Linked DNA regions of Mus musculus: region 1 is linked to region 2. The links are chromatin contacts, called in public promoter capture Hi-C maps. All regions are on one chromosome and are shown on one strand. Each heading gives the region's core, a stretch centred on a gene start, on an enhancer-like site or on the middle of the called end of the contact. The rest is flanking DNA. Distances are from core to core; before and after follow the strand shown.

Region 1 (6,842 bases), core at 3,735-6,234, 160 kb after region 2:
GTCGGTCACCATGCTCTGACCTCCTACAGAGACTTCCCATTGAAATAACTGGACAGAACATCCACCATTTGTGCTTAAAAACTTATTTAAGGGACTAGAGAAATGGCTACATATAAGACCTCACTGCTCTTGCAGAAGACTGTGGTTCAGTTCCTAGCGCTCACAGGATGACTTGCAACTGTCCAGAACTCCACTTTCAGGGGTCCAGTGCCCTCTTCTGGCCTCCAGCAGCAGCGGTGGCGGCAGCGGCAGCGGCAGCGACGGCAGCAGCAGCAGCAGCAGCAGCAGCAGCAGCAGCAGCAGCAGCAGCAGCAGCAGCAGGAAGAATGTACAGAGTTCATACATGTGGGCAAAATACTCAAGCACATAAAAAGGAATTATACAAGGTCCACCAACAAAGCAGGACCCAGAGCAATGGACTGGAGCTAATTGCAGCCTGAGATGTTGACTGACTTATGGTAGTTGCCCAGGTGCCCATGGTCCCAAGGCTGTTGGCCTTGATGATGCCCTTGGCATTTAGAGAATGGAAGAGCCAGTACTGTAGTCTTAGCTTTGGGAGAGGAGAACAAGGTGGAACAGGAATTCAGTGCTAGCCTTGGCTATACAACAAGTTTGAGGGCAGCCTGGACTATTTGAGATCCTATGTGTAAAAATGAAAAAAAAAAAAAAGTTAGGAGAATTAGAACTACAACTTAAATTTTAGTAATTGTTTGTTCTGGAATTTTCTATTTCTCAGCTATAGTTAACTGAAAACTCAAAAAAAAATCAGAGGGCTCAGTATATTATAACTTTACTGGTGGAATAATGGAATTAAAATGTATAGGAATGTACTTTTATTTTAAAAGCAGTATGTTTATATCTATATATTATAGTTCAATATTATCTATAATGTTAGAGGAACAGTGATTTTTTTTTAAGCACTAGTATTTAGCTTCATACACAGAATCTTCCCAATCTACAGACCAGGCTAATGCTATTTTCGTGGGTAACTGGACATTTCTGGCACAGAGAATCTGGCCCAAGTTAGAACAACAGAGCATGGTGCTGAAGCCTGTGACCCCGGCTGCTTTCTGTGCACAAGTGTACTCGCTCCTGTTGACTTTTCCAATTAATCCTGAAAGAAAGCGTTGCTATGTCGTAGACACCCACTGGAAGTCCAGAGAGCATAAGTAATTTTCACAGGGTCAGAGTCAGTGGTGGATCTGGGAATCAAGTGCTGAGACCTACTTCCCAATGCACGAAGTAGTCCAGGCATGTTGGAGGGCAAATCCTGGAGAACCTTCTAGACCCCTGAAAGTTCTGTTGCTACGATGATGAGGAAAGCTTCGAGTGTGTCTGGAAGCTAAAGACAAAGTGGGAGGTCATGGACTTGGTGTCTTCCACTGGAGCACACTATAAGCCACCCTCCTTCTAGGTTTGCAGTGGGTTTGCTGGTTCTGTTCTTGCCTGAACTCAGCCTGGTCTCTCTGATCCATCCATCACAAAAGAACCTTGACTCTATAGTGAATCAGAAATAAACATCACAATGGGTACTGGAAAATGGATCCTGTCTTGTGACCCACTTGTTTCCTGGGGACTAAAAAGGGGTTAGGCTAGCCCCTCAGCATCCATCTTGCTCTGTCAATAACTAATGATCTTGGGTTCCAAGACTCTCAGAGGTATTGATGAACAGAGAAAAATAAGCAGTGGTCCTCAACCCTCCTAATTCTGAGACCCTTTAATCCAGTTCCTCCTGCCGTTGTGAACCCAACTACAGGTTATTTCATTGCTTCTTCATAACTGTAATTTTGCTACTGTTATGAATCGTAATGCAATTATCTGATATATAACTGCTATGGAGGTTGCAACCCACAGGTTGAGAAACTGTTGTAGCATGTGGGAGAAAGCATTTTATAGGGCTCAGAGGCTGAGCGCACAACTAGTTACTGTTTTAGAAAGATTCAAATGCCAGCATCCTGCAATTGAGTATGTTTAAGACACCTTAAAGAGAGATGGCTCAGCGGTTAAGGCCACTGGCTGCTCTTCCAGAGGCCCTGAGTTCAAGTCCCAGCAACCACATGGTGGCTCACAACCAGTGTACTCATATAAATAAAATAAATAAGTCTTAAACAAACAAAAGACACACAATGAGGAACAGCCATCACTTGTGATTTTAGCACTTGGAAGGTGGGAGTGGGGAAATCAGGAGTTCAAGATCACCATCCACAACTACTACTGTATTCAAGGCCAGCCCAGGCTACAGACCTGTCTCAAGAAGTAAACAGCCATCCAGTGAAGTAAGAAAACAGTGACATAGATCAGCAGGGCAAGACCCCTGCTGCCAAGCCTGAAGACTTAGGTTTGATTCCCAGGACCCACATGGTAGACAGAAAGAACCAACGCCCCAAAGTTGTTCTCTGGCCTCCACACAAAATATCTGGATAATATGCACATGTACACACACACACACACACACACACACACACACACACACAATTGTAATTTAAAAACAGGTAGCTGGGTGTGGTAGCACATGCCTTTAATCCTAGCACTCGGGAGGCAGAGGCAGGCGGATTTCTGAGTTCGAGGCCAGCCTGGTCTACAAAGTGAGTTCCAGGACAGCCAGGACTATACAGAGAAACCCTGTCCCGAAAAACAAAACAAAACAAAAAAACCCAAAACAAAACAAAAAAAGTATTCCTCAACACTTCTTTCACATAGTGAGGACTTTTTTTTTATTATTATTATTTTTATGTGACCAAGATATCCTGGATGCTGAGTCTTGATTTTATTCGTTTAAATGTATTATCTTCCACATGTTTTGACAAGGTGTTGATTCTTGTATTCCATACATATGATGATCTAAGGAAGTCTTCTTTGAAGGAGAACTATATTTTCCTTCTGCTAATGTGGCTAAATCTGGGACTTGTGGTCAAGGGACACTGGCCTGAATCTACACTCTTCGCCTGCACGGCTGCCACTTACAAGCCTCTCCAGCGGAGGACAGAATGTCCTCTAACACCGAGAGATAAACCTGCTGAGAACAGTCAGTTCAAGCAGCCTGCCAGGCACCGAGGAGGACCGTTTAATCCTCTGATCCTCTGGTCCTCCCTATAGAGAGGGTCCCTGGAGATGGATCAGGAGACCTGTTTTCTTATGCTGCATGTGCTAAAAAGGGATTTTTAAAAAATGCTTTTACTGTAATCTTTTTTCTTTTTTCTCCCTCAGTATTGGAGACAGAAGCCTGGAGTCTGGTGTATGGTAGGCTCTACCCCTGAATTATATCTCCAGCTCCAGGTTTTAGGATTTATATGGTTGGGAAAAAAATTGAAATGTTTTGATCACATGCCTAATATGAATTTCAAATTTTGTGTCTGTAAAAAGTTTTTGGACCATGATCATTCATGTGTTTATGTATGAATGACCCCATGGCTGCTCTTATCTTACAAAAAGACTTTTTTTTTTTCAGTTTTATTTATTTCATGTATGTGAGTCCACTGTCACAGTCTTCAGATACGCCAGATGAGGGCACCAGATCCCCTTTACAGATGGTTGTGAGCCACCACTATGTGTAATGAGCCACCATTGCTGGAAATTGAACTCAGGACCTCTGCAAGAGCAGTCAGTGCTCATAGCCACTGAGCCATCTCTCCAGCCCACAAAAAGGTTTTAAATGGACTGTAATAGGGGTTGTCTGCAAAGACTAAAACACTTAGCCAGGTATAATGGCATACTCCTTTGATCCCAGCATTGAGCAGACAGAGGCAGGCAGATTTCTGTGAGTTCAAGGCCAACCTGGTCTACATAGTAAGTTCTAGAACAGTCAGGCTCCGTAGAAAGAGCCTGTCTCAAATCAAAACAAAACCACACACACACACACACACACACACACACACACACACACCACACACACCCCAAATGAACAAAGACTAAAACTATTATTTGCTGTATCTATATTGGGAAAACAAATACAATTTCTGAAACTCACGGGTCCTTCTTGAGGACAGTCAGCTTGAATTGACCAGTCTCAGCTCAGTGGCTTTCTATCAATATTAAAGGACATTCTGTCCCTGCTGCAAACTAACTTTCTCTCTCTCTTTCTTTCTTTCTTTCTTTCTTTCTTTCTTTCTTTCTTTCTTTCTTTCTTTCTTTCTTTCTTTCTTTCTTTCTTCCTTCCTTCCTTCCTTCCTTCCTTCCTTCCTTCCTTCCTTCCCTTCCTTTCTCTCTCTCTCTCTCTCTCTCTCTCTCTCTCTCTCTCTCTCTCTCTCCCCACTGTATTTTGAGACACTGTAGCACAGCCCTGACAGTATTTATAAAACAAACAAACAAACAAAAACCAATTTACAACTAGGAATTTACCTACGTGTGTGAGAACCTAAATTCAGTTCATAGCACTGCAGGAAAAGTAATTTTTTAAAAAGTATATTGGGGTATAATTCACTTAGAATAAACTACACATACTAAGTATAATGTGATGAATATGTCCATGCCCTGGAGCCGCCGCTCTAACTGAGCTAATGAATACGTCACCCTAAACGATTCTGTGCGACCCTTCATAGACACACCTTCCCTTAAACCACATTACCAGACGTCCTTGAAGTTTCTAGTTTTGTAGAATTGATGCTGGATGTATTCATTCTTGGATCTCTTCCACCACGAAGTTGTCTCCATCAGTCTATTAGCAATTTTGTTGGGGTAAATTGTGGAGGTCCCGTTCTGAGACCCAGAGTGCTACTCCTCAGGTCTGTGAATTAAAAGTCTCCTTGATCATTACGGTCTTGCAAGAGTTCTTTATTTTACTGAGTTTTTGAAAGGGAGATGAGCCAAATACACACCAGCCCAATGACAATGACTTTCGGCCACTGTTTGGATCTAAAATGTCCCAGAAAGACCAATGTGTGGGAAGACTTGATCCCCAAACCCCGCCACTGCTGGAACACACTGGAAGCTTTAAGAAGTGGGGTCCGGTGGAAGGAAGTGACCTCACTGGGTGCGTGCCTTCCTCGCTCTGCTTCTCCACCCGCCGTGGGAGCCGTTTTCCTCAGCCCAGCTCTGTTGATGCTCATTCTGGGCCCGGTCCCAAAGTAAGCTGCTCACAACGGTGGACTAGACCGGTGAGTCAAAATAGACCCTTCCTTCTTGTAAATTCATCAAATCTCAGGTATTGTGACCGGTGATAGATAGCTGATAGATAGTGATGATAGCATGACAAAAAAAAAACACATTTTTTTTTTGTCATGAAAACAAAAACTTTAAAAAATGTTCTCAAAGGTCTAACTATGTATGCCCCCCCCCCCCCCGCCCTTTCCTTTTCTAGGTCAGCTTTCTCCCTTGCCCCAGAACACACTTCGTTTTTTCTTAGAGGAAGAGGCTTCTAGCGCTCCCGCGTTCTGCTTTCCCATTGCTGAAGTGACTCCCCGGAGAGCAGAGGTCTGTGGACCGCCCAACATGTAAAGGAAAGTGCCCCTGGTATGGACATGCCAGAGTCTGGCTGTGCTTCCGGTTCCTCGGGATTGGGCTTGGCCTCTGTCCTCGGGACTATTGTAACCCTCATCAACTGAATCTTTCTGAACTCATCAGCAAGCCAGGGGTTGGAGGAGGCCCTCTGAGCAGCGCTGGGGGAATCACCCAGGGTCCTCTTTTTTTGTGGCGCTCTGGGAAGAAAGCCCCACTAGGAGCTTAGTAGCCACAGAGCAGAGTAAAGGTGGGGCTGTCTGCGCCTCTGTCAGTTGCCACTCAGAGGCGGTTCCCTGTGCATTCTGCAGGGGCGAAACCATCAGGTCTGGGAGCGAAGGCTGCAGGCTCCATATTGAGGTAGTACTTGAAGCCCACAGCCAACCCTTTCTGTCTTGATTTGTGAAGCAGTATCACCCTCCTGCCTTCATCATGTCCAGCTGGGACCTGCGAGGAACTCTGAGCCTTGAGGCCTGGGAGCTTGCCCTCTCGTCCTGGTCTCTGCTCAACCCTGGTCAAGGCTCTGCCTGGAGTTCCCACTGCTGTTGCTCCTTAAATGAACTCTCTGGGAGTTGGGGATGGGGAGGGAAAGCTCGTGTCAACATTCCAAGTCTAAATTTGAAGACAGCCGGTTTCCCCCGGGCACAGGGGACCCTGGGGGCAAAATCTGTACGTTGATCTCCTAACCCCCAAATTCTAGAATGTAGGAAGAGATGAGCCCTTTAGGAGTGGTTCAAAATGAAGCCGTCAGGCTGGGTCCTAATCCAATTTTACTGGTGTCATAAGGTGACTAAGCCCCTCAGAGGGTTGGGGGGGGGGCACCTAGTGGGGGAACTCCCACGAGGAACGGGCCACCTGTAGGCCCAGGAGGCGGGGTCATACAGGACCTTTTCATAGCTGACTAAGGCTTTGCCTTCACCATGCAACCACTTAGGAATTCAATGGAGCTTTAGGAGTGACTCTATTGTAAAGGCCAGTTTGCTTAGGTCTTTTGCATATTATGCTCTATACCGCCTAGGGATTCTGCTAGCAAGGCCATTGCCTTGACCTTGTATCAGAGCCATGAGCTAAAACAATACAACTTACCCAAGCTGTGGTATTGTGTTATTAGCAACCGAAAATGCACTCAGACAAGTGTTCACATTCGTATTCCAGGATCGTATCTGGATACCAGGGGCTCAGAAAATGCCTTTCTCATACTTCTCTGTAAAAATAAAAGACTGGAGAAAGTGGCTAACTGTGGAGTGTGTAGAAGACAGACTGGAGAGAGCTGGGGCATGACCTTGGGCAGCTGCCCATCCCTGAAACTAAGACACAGGTCTGGACCACGTGGTGTTGCTGAAGTGCCAGTGCTATTAGCTTAGCTCCCAGGACGAGGTCCTCACTGATCGGGCACTGTTGGTGAGGAA
Region 2 (7,297 bases), core at 3,180-5,679:
CCATGTCCTGTTAGTTTGTACCTTAAATACACCCCGAAGGCTCATGTGCTAAAGGCTTGGTCTTTAACCTCTGGTGCTACTGGGAAGTAATAGATTTAGAACTGTATTCTAGCAGGGATATGTTAGGTCACTGAGTGTGGCATGCTGGGACCTGGCCCCATCCTGTGTCTCTTTGCCTCCTGGCCACCATAAAATAAACAGCTTCACTCTACCACATGCTCCCTGCCAGCCCCATGGTCTACCTTTCTATAGGATCAAAAGCAAGGGGCTGGGCCTGATAGCCCACACCTTTAATCCAAGTATTCAAGAGGGAGAGCCAGGTGGATCTCTATGAGTTTGAGGCCAGTCTGATCTACATAGTGACAGACATGGTGATTTTCAGGCCAGCCAGGACTGTATAGAAAGACCCTGTATCTAACAAACAAACAAACAAACAAAGGCAAGGAAGCTAGCTGACTCAGCTGACTGTAGACCTAGCCTCTCAAACTGTGAATTAGCATTTCTGCCTTGTTGATTGTTCCTCTCAGATATTTTATCACACGAGGAGCTTAAAAACCAGATCCTCTAACTTCTCTCTTGTTCAACAGCACTTGCTACATCGTCGCTGCTATGACTGGCACCAGGGACTGGGCACCAGATGTGCAGCTGTGAGGGCAAAAGACATACAATAGCTGCCCTTGCAAGACACATTGTCTGGCCAAGAAAAGATAATGAAACCAAGAAAGAAAAACCAATGGCTGTAAAACATTAGGTTGAAAATGGGGACTGTCTTAGGGTTTCATTGTTGTGAAAAAACACCATGACCAAGGCAACTCTTATAAAGAACAACATTTAATTGGGGCTGGCTTACAGTTTCAGAGGTTTAGTCCATTATTGTCATGACAGGAAGCATGGCCCCATCCAGACAGATATGGTGCTCTAGAAGGAGATGAGATTTCTACATTTTGACCTGAAGGCAGCAGGAGGAGACTCTTTTGCAGGCAGCCAAGAGGAGGGTCTCTCTACTCTGGGTAGAGTCTGAGCACTAGGAGACCTCAAAGCCTTCCTAAACAGGGATACACTTCCTCTAACGGCTACCCCTCCTGGTAGTGCCACTTCCCATGGGCCAAGCATATTCAAACCACCACAAGGATATAACCAAGCATTAAAACAAATGTTTCACAAGCTTGAAGCTCTGAGTTTGAACTCTGGTTCCAAAGTGGGATTGGAGGAAGGGAGGTTGCGTAGGAAGAGGCAAAGTCAAAGGTCATAAATTTAAAGACCAGAAAAGGCATACAAAAAGGTATGGTTGAAAACTGAACAGAGAAAGCATGTAGATTATCTCTGGAAAGAATATTCCAGGATGCTAGAGAGATGGCTCAAGAGTTAAGAGCACTGCTGCTCTTCCAGAGGACCTGAAATCAATTTCCAGCACACAAGGCAGCTCACAAGTATCTCACACCCTCTTCTGCCCTTTGGGGGTACCAGGAATACATACGGTATACAAACACACTCAGGAAAAACACACATACACATAAAATAAAAATAAATGTTAAAAAATAATATTCCAGAGGCAAGAAATACAAAGGCTTTGAAAAAGTACCATGGTTGATGTTTTAAATTTTTCTATACTCTTTATATCCTTATACTTTTATGTAACAGAGGTACATAGTCAAGGACATTTTCTGATTTATGGGATATGTTTTGAAAAATAGAGCCAAAAGAATTTGGTAGGGAGTTGGAAATGGAATAGAAAACGGGCTTAGGATGAGTTCATATTTAGCCTGAACAAGAAACTGAAAAGATAGAATATCTACAGAAACCCCTACAGCAAGAAGGAAAAAACCCAGGAGCTATTTTAGACATGATAAAGCTTATATCCAAAGATAAAGTTTTTGAATGAATATGAGTCTGAAATTCAGGTGAGAAGTCCTACTAAAACATTATAAAATTGTGGCAGAGTGCGGTGTCTTTTATCTTTAGTCCCACCACTTGGGAGACAGAGGCAGGTGGATCTTTGTGAATTTGAGCCTGGTCTACAGAGTGATTTCAAGGATGAAACAGATGATAGATAGATAGATAGATAGATAGATAGATAGATAGATAGATAGATAGATAGATAGATAGATTGATAGATTGATAGATTTATAGATTGATTGATAGATGATAGAACTGCGAGAGGCTGAGGCAAGTGGATAAGCAGATCTCTATGCATTCAAGGCCTGCCTGTCTGCATAGCAACTCCCAGGCCACCCAAGGCTACAGAGTGAGACTCTGTCTCAACAAATAAACAAAACCACACATACATACACACACACACACACACACACACACACACACACCCCACACACAACTGAGCATCAGAGCATAATCACAGTGCCTGATTTACTAAGACAGTGAAATCAAGGTCTCAGGGGTTAAGCTGTAGAAATAGCTCAGTAATTAAGAGAACTTGCTACCTTCCAGAGGGCCCCAGTTCACCCAAGTCAGACAACTCACAACCATCTGTAAAGTTTAGCTTCAGGGGAATCCAGTGTCCTCTTTTGGCCTTTGAAAGCACTTGTACTCATGTATGGACACATACACACACACACACACACACACACACACACACATATCCACTACATCAAGTTCAATTACACTAGGACATACACCTTGCCTCTAAGTATTTGTATATATTGGAGTTGGGGATTTGGAGTGTGTGTTTTGAGACAAGGTTTCAGTTAGTTAAGTCTGCTTCAGACTCACTACTTTTGCAGTATGTGGTATAGGTATGGGGTGAGGTTTATGTGAGCGTACCTGTGGGTGCCGGCAGAGTGTAACCAAAAAGAAAAAAAAAATCTTTAGGGGCCGGAGAGATTGCTCAGTGCTTAAGAAAACTCCATGTTCTTGCGAAGGACCCTGGTTCACTCTATAGACGTCCATGGCAGCCCATAATCAATCTATAACTGCAGGGAATCCAATGCCCTCTTCCAACTTCCAAGTCAGAAGGCATACATGTGGTATTTAGACATACATACTGGCAAAGCTTATACACATAAAAACGGAAAACGAGACAAATCTTTTAGTTTAAAAAAAAAAAAAGATGGAACTTGCCTAGGGTTCCAAATCTACTTCTGGCCAGTGCCTGCACATTCCTGTGTATAACCCCAACTCACAGCCACACTTGTAGAGACCTTGTCTCCAAATGTGCGTTTGTGTGTGTGCGTGTGCGCCTGTGTGTGTGCGTGTGCGCCTGTGTGTGCGCCTGTGTGTGTGTGTGTGTGTGTGTGTGTGTGTGTGTGCGTGTGTGTGTTTGATAGGGGCTGAGAGAGTATGTCCTTGTGTGACCCTGATGCAGTGCTGTACACTTATGGTCCCAGCTGACTTAACTGGGAGGCTGATACCGGAGAATCACTTGAGCTTGGGAATTTAAGATCATTATAGTCAAATGGCAATGTCCGGTCTGAAGACAATCTAAACACATGAAATTGAGTGTTCAGGATGTAGCCGTTATTTAAAGCTGCCGTGTGAGCTCAGCTGATCTATCCAGAGGAAAGATGGAATACACAGAATCAAGAGTGGTTTGGGGGCTGGAGAGACGGCTCAGCGGTTAACAGCACTGACTGCTCTTCCAGAGGTCCTGAGTTCAACTCCCAGCAACCACATGGTGGCTCATCACCATCTGTAATGAGATCTGGTGCCCTCTTCTGGTGTGTCTGAAGACAGCTACAGTGTACTCGTGTACATAAAATGAATAAATAATTCTTTGAAAGAAAGAAAGAGAGAAAGAGAGGAAGAAAGAGAAAGAGAGAGAGAGAGGAGAAAAGAAAGGAGTTGTTTTGGCTTTTTGGGACAGGATCTTGCTATATATGGCCCAAGTTAGCATCATCGTACTCAAAGGCCTGTTGCAGAAGCTTCCCAAATGCTTGAATGATAGGTGGATACCACCACACCCAGCTGAAAGACTTGACTTAAAGCCCAGATCCTTGTATATACACCTTAGGGGATCTAGTTGGCGATGTACTAAGGGAAGAATAGAGGAGTAGTGTCTTTTAGGGGATTGGGAGAAGTTAGCTACCACCACAGGCACAGAAGGAAAGAAGACATGGGCAGACAGGTGGGTAGATACAACGGAAGGGACAGATGATTCTCTTGATGGCTTCAGCTCTGTCATCAAAACGGGAAATCTACGATGTAAACAAAAACAAGCCTTGCAGGTTTCAGAAAAAGCCACTCAGAAGCTAGTGGGCAGATCAAGGAGAAGAAAGTCCCCAGTGAGCCAGCATAAGACAGTTGTGAGCTATGTGTTGGGGTCCCAGAGACGCTCAGGTGGCTTTTGTTCTAGTCCTACGGGGCCTGGAATGCCAGGCTAGGAACCTCGTGTTTATTGCTTCTGGCCCCTCTGTTCTTTTTGTTCTACCAGGTTGCCAGGCAGTGCCCTAAATTCCGTTCTATCTCCTTGCGGGGCAGTGCTCCAGTGCTACTGACTGAACTCCAGCCTCGCCTACACACAGGAGCACCAATGTCCTATGAGAATTGGGGTATTTGTGGACGGATTTGCAGTATTTGCAGTCAGACATGTCAACTCTTCAGAACCCTGTCGGAGAGCCTCAGAAGTTTCTGGGATAATAAGGTGAAGAGACGGTTTTTTGCTTCACCGCAAAAGGAAGAGGTGCCAACCTCCACGGCCGACTACATTTTTCACAGAGAAAAGATTCTGGAGCTTGGCAGCATCCTGAAGAATAAAAGACTATCCCTTGATAAGAGAGCTCAGGCTGCCCAGAAAATCGGACTACTGTCTTTCACAGGTACTGCTTCACCACTGTGCTAACACTATAGGTGCTTCAGTCTGCTTCTGCTAGTTAGAGCCCAGCAGTTTAGTGGGGATTATTAGTGTTGTTTATCATCATCACCACCACCACCACCACCATCATCATCACCATCATCATCAAGATGTAATTGTTTTGTTTTGTTTTGTTTTGTTTCTTTTTCGAGACAGGGTTTCTCTGTGTGGCCCTGGCTGTCCTGTAGCTCCTGCTGTAGGCTAGGATGGCCTTGAACTCAGAGATCTGGCTGCTTCTGCTTCCCCCATGCTGAGACTAAAGGCATGCACTACCATGCCTAGCTTTGTGATAGAATTTTGATGACATATATAAGTACCAAATATTTTCTTGTTATAGTTTGTAAAGTAAACAGACAGACAGGCATGGCACTGTGCATCTATAATCACAGGGCCAGGAGTGGCGTTACACAACTGTTATCACACAGCCAGGCATGGTGGTACACATATATATTCACAAAGCCAGATGTGGTAGTACACATCTGTATTTCCCAGCTTGGGAAGAAGAAGCAGAAAAGTTTCTGCAGGTCTGAGGATAACCTGGTCTACACAAGGTCAGCCAAGGCTACAGAAAAATAAGAAAAAAAGAAAGAAAGAAAGAAAGAAAGAAAGAAAGAAAGAAAGAAAGAGAGAGAGAGAGAGAAAAGAAAAAAAAAGACTTGTCTCAAACCCTTTGTTCAAATAAGACAAAGCATTACATAGAAAAAGTGTCTTTGATCTCCCCACCCTCCTATATAGTCCTCAAGGCACAGGGAGCAGAGATGTTGAACGGGTGTTTGAAAGCCCTGTGAGTACCTAAGATAAAAGACCACGCTGGGACCAGATGTCAGTAGGCAGATCAACTTTACTTAGGGTTACTCAAGGCTTATAAAGTTTTGGGGGTCCGAGGATGAACAAAGACTGGGGGTCAGGGTCCCGGGAAAGCCTCATTAGCATAGCGAAGCATTTCGGGAATCTCGGGCTGGCTCAACAGGTTTTATCAGGAGAAAGGAAACCCATCACATAAACTGAGGTTATGTGACATGCATATGTGTAGTGTAGGCTTCCCCAGACAAGGTCAGAGAAAGAGAAGCCCTGCTAAGAGGAGTCTTCCATATTGCCCCAAGCCCAGAGGCTATCCTATCGTGGTGGACTTCTACCTTAATTCGTAGTATTTAATCCTTATGATCATCTTTTAATAAAATAATTGTTGGCATCCTGCTAGAATGGAAGATATCCTGAGGCACCGGAGACCAAAACGCCACATAGCTCTGAGGTGGGACAATGTCCCAATGGAAAGGTATCCTGAGACAGAAGAGCCCAGGAACCACGCCCTCTGAAAGGAAGCCTTGCGGCCCTAAGGATATCCCAGACTAAGCTGGACTGCTACAGTGTGACAGTGTAACAACTGTTTCACTGCTCTGGCTTTATAGCCCCCAGGGGAGGGTACTCCCAGCTGAGGCTCAGGAGCTCAGGAGCCCAGGAGCCCAGGAGCCCAGGAGCCTCAGTCGGGCTCCACTTCTTGGTTTCTTGGCTTCTGCAGATGACTCACACCAGGGAGCAAAGGAAAGAGGTTATATCAGGAGACCAGAATTCAAGAGCAGCTGCCCCTGCTCCAGGGAGAAGACAGCAGGAAGCCAAATAGGCAGGGCTTATACAGGATTTCTCCGGGCGGGGAGGGAGGAGGGGAGCAGCGGAGCTTTCCAGGTGGAGATTTCCAGGGCGAGGATTGGTCAGATTTCAAGTCCTGAGCTTGGGGGAGCTCAAGGATTGGTGGGTCTTCCTATTCAAGGATTAGTGGGATTTTTTTTTCCATATAAGATGTTGGGGTCTGGGTACTCTCTCGCCTTGGGACTGGAAAATGATAGTAACACCCATAGAAAATGACCATTAGTGCCTTTAGGGGCATCTGGAGCGGGGCAGGACCTGGCTGCAGAAGCTCTCAGTCAAGGGCCTGGCCACTTTCCTGCCTTGAGGGTTTACAAAGCTTACAAAACCTTCTCTGCTGCTTGAGTTGGCAAGAAGAGCCAACAGTGATATGATCTGAGGTTGGGAATAGCAGAGTACTTGCCTAGCATGCATGAGACCTTGGATTTAATCCCCAGGACCAGCTCTAGTCCCAGATAGAGGTAGAAAGATCCAAAGTTTAAGGTCATCCTTGACAACACCTGTAGCGGTGAGTTTGTGCTATAGAGTTTTGTGTTCCCGGCGGGCCCTGCGTCTCCAGCCACAGGCCTAGGAACTCTTTGGATTTATGAATGGATCTCTCTCTCTCTCTCCCTCTCCCTCCCTCCCTCTCCCTCTCTCTCTCTCTCTCTCTCTCTCTCTCTCTCTCTCTCTCTCTCTCTCTCTCTCTCTCTCTCCCCCCTCCCTCCCTCCCTCCCTCCCTCCCTCCCTCCCTCCCTCCCTCCCTCCCTCCCTCCCTCCTTCCCTATCTCCCCCGTCCCCTCTCCCCCCACCTCTCTCCCCTGCAGCTCCTGAATCTCATCCTTCTTCGCCTGTGTCCTAGCCCTCAGA

Evidence for each region. Promoter capture Hi-C pulls out the DNA fragments that hold promoters and counts their contacts.
Region 1: a contact with region 2 is called in a promoter capture Hi-C map of liver, with 2.7 times the contacts expected there. The contact joins the promoter of 4932702P03Rik here to the promoter of Armh2 in region 2. A contact is called at or near these places in 6 of 39 promoter capture datasets (the 3T3-L1 cell line, 3T3-L1-derived adipocytes, the C10 cell line and 3 more), 7 of 484 Hi-C or Micro-C datasets (CD8 T cells, bone marrow-derived DN2 thymocytes, embryonic fibroblasts and 4 more) and 2 of 9 other capture datasets (adipose tissue and liver).

The regions. Positions count from the first base shown.
Region 1 is chr13:24,900,616-24,907,457 of GRCm38.p6, forward strand. 4932702P03Rik (RIKEN cDNA 4932702P03 gene) reads left to right here and starts at 4,985. Exons shown (of 3, transcript NR_045182.1): 1 at 4,985-5,093. It overlaps D130043K22Rik (RIKEN cDNA D130043K22 gene), which reads left to right. Exons shown (of 21, transcript NM_001081051.2): 21 at 1-824.
Region 2 is chr13:24,736,792-24,744,088 of GRCm38.p6, forward strand. Armh2 (armadillo-like helical domain containing 2) reads left to right here and starts at 4,430. Exons shown (of 2, transcript NM_001370932.1): 1 at 4,430-4,769. The coding sequence starts at 4,484.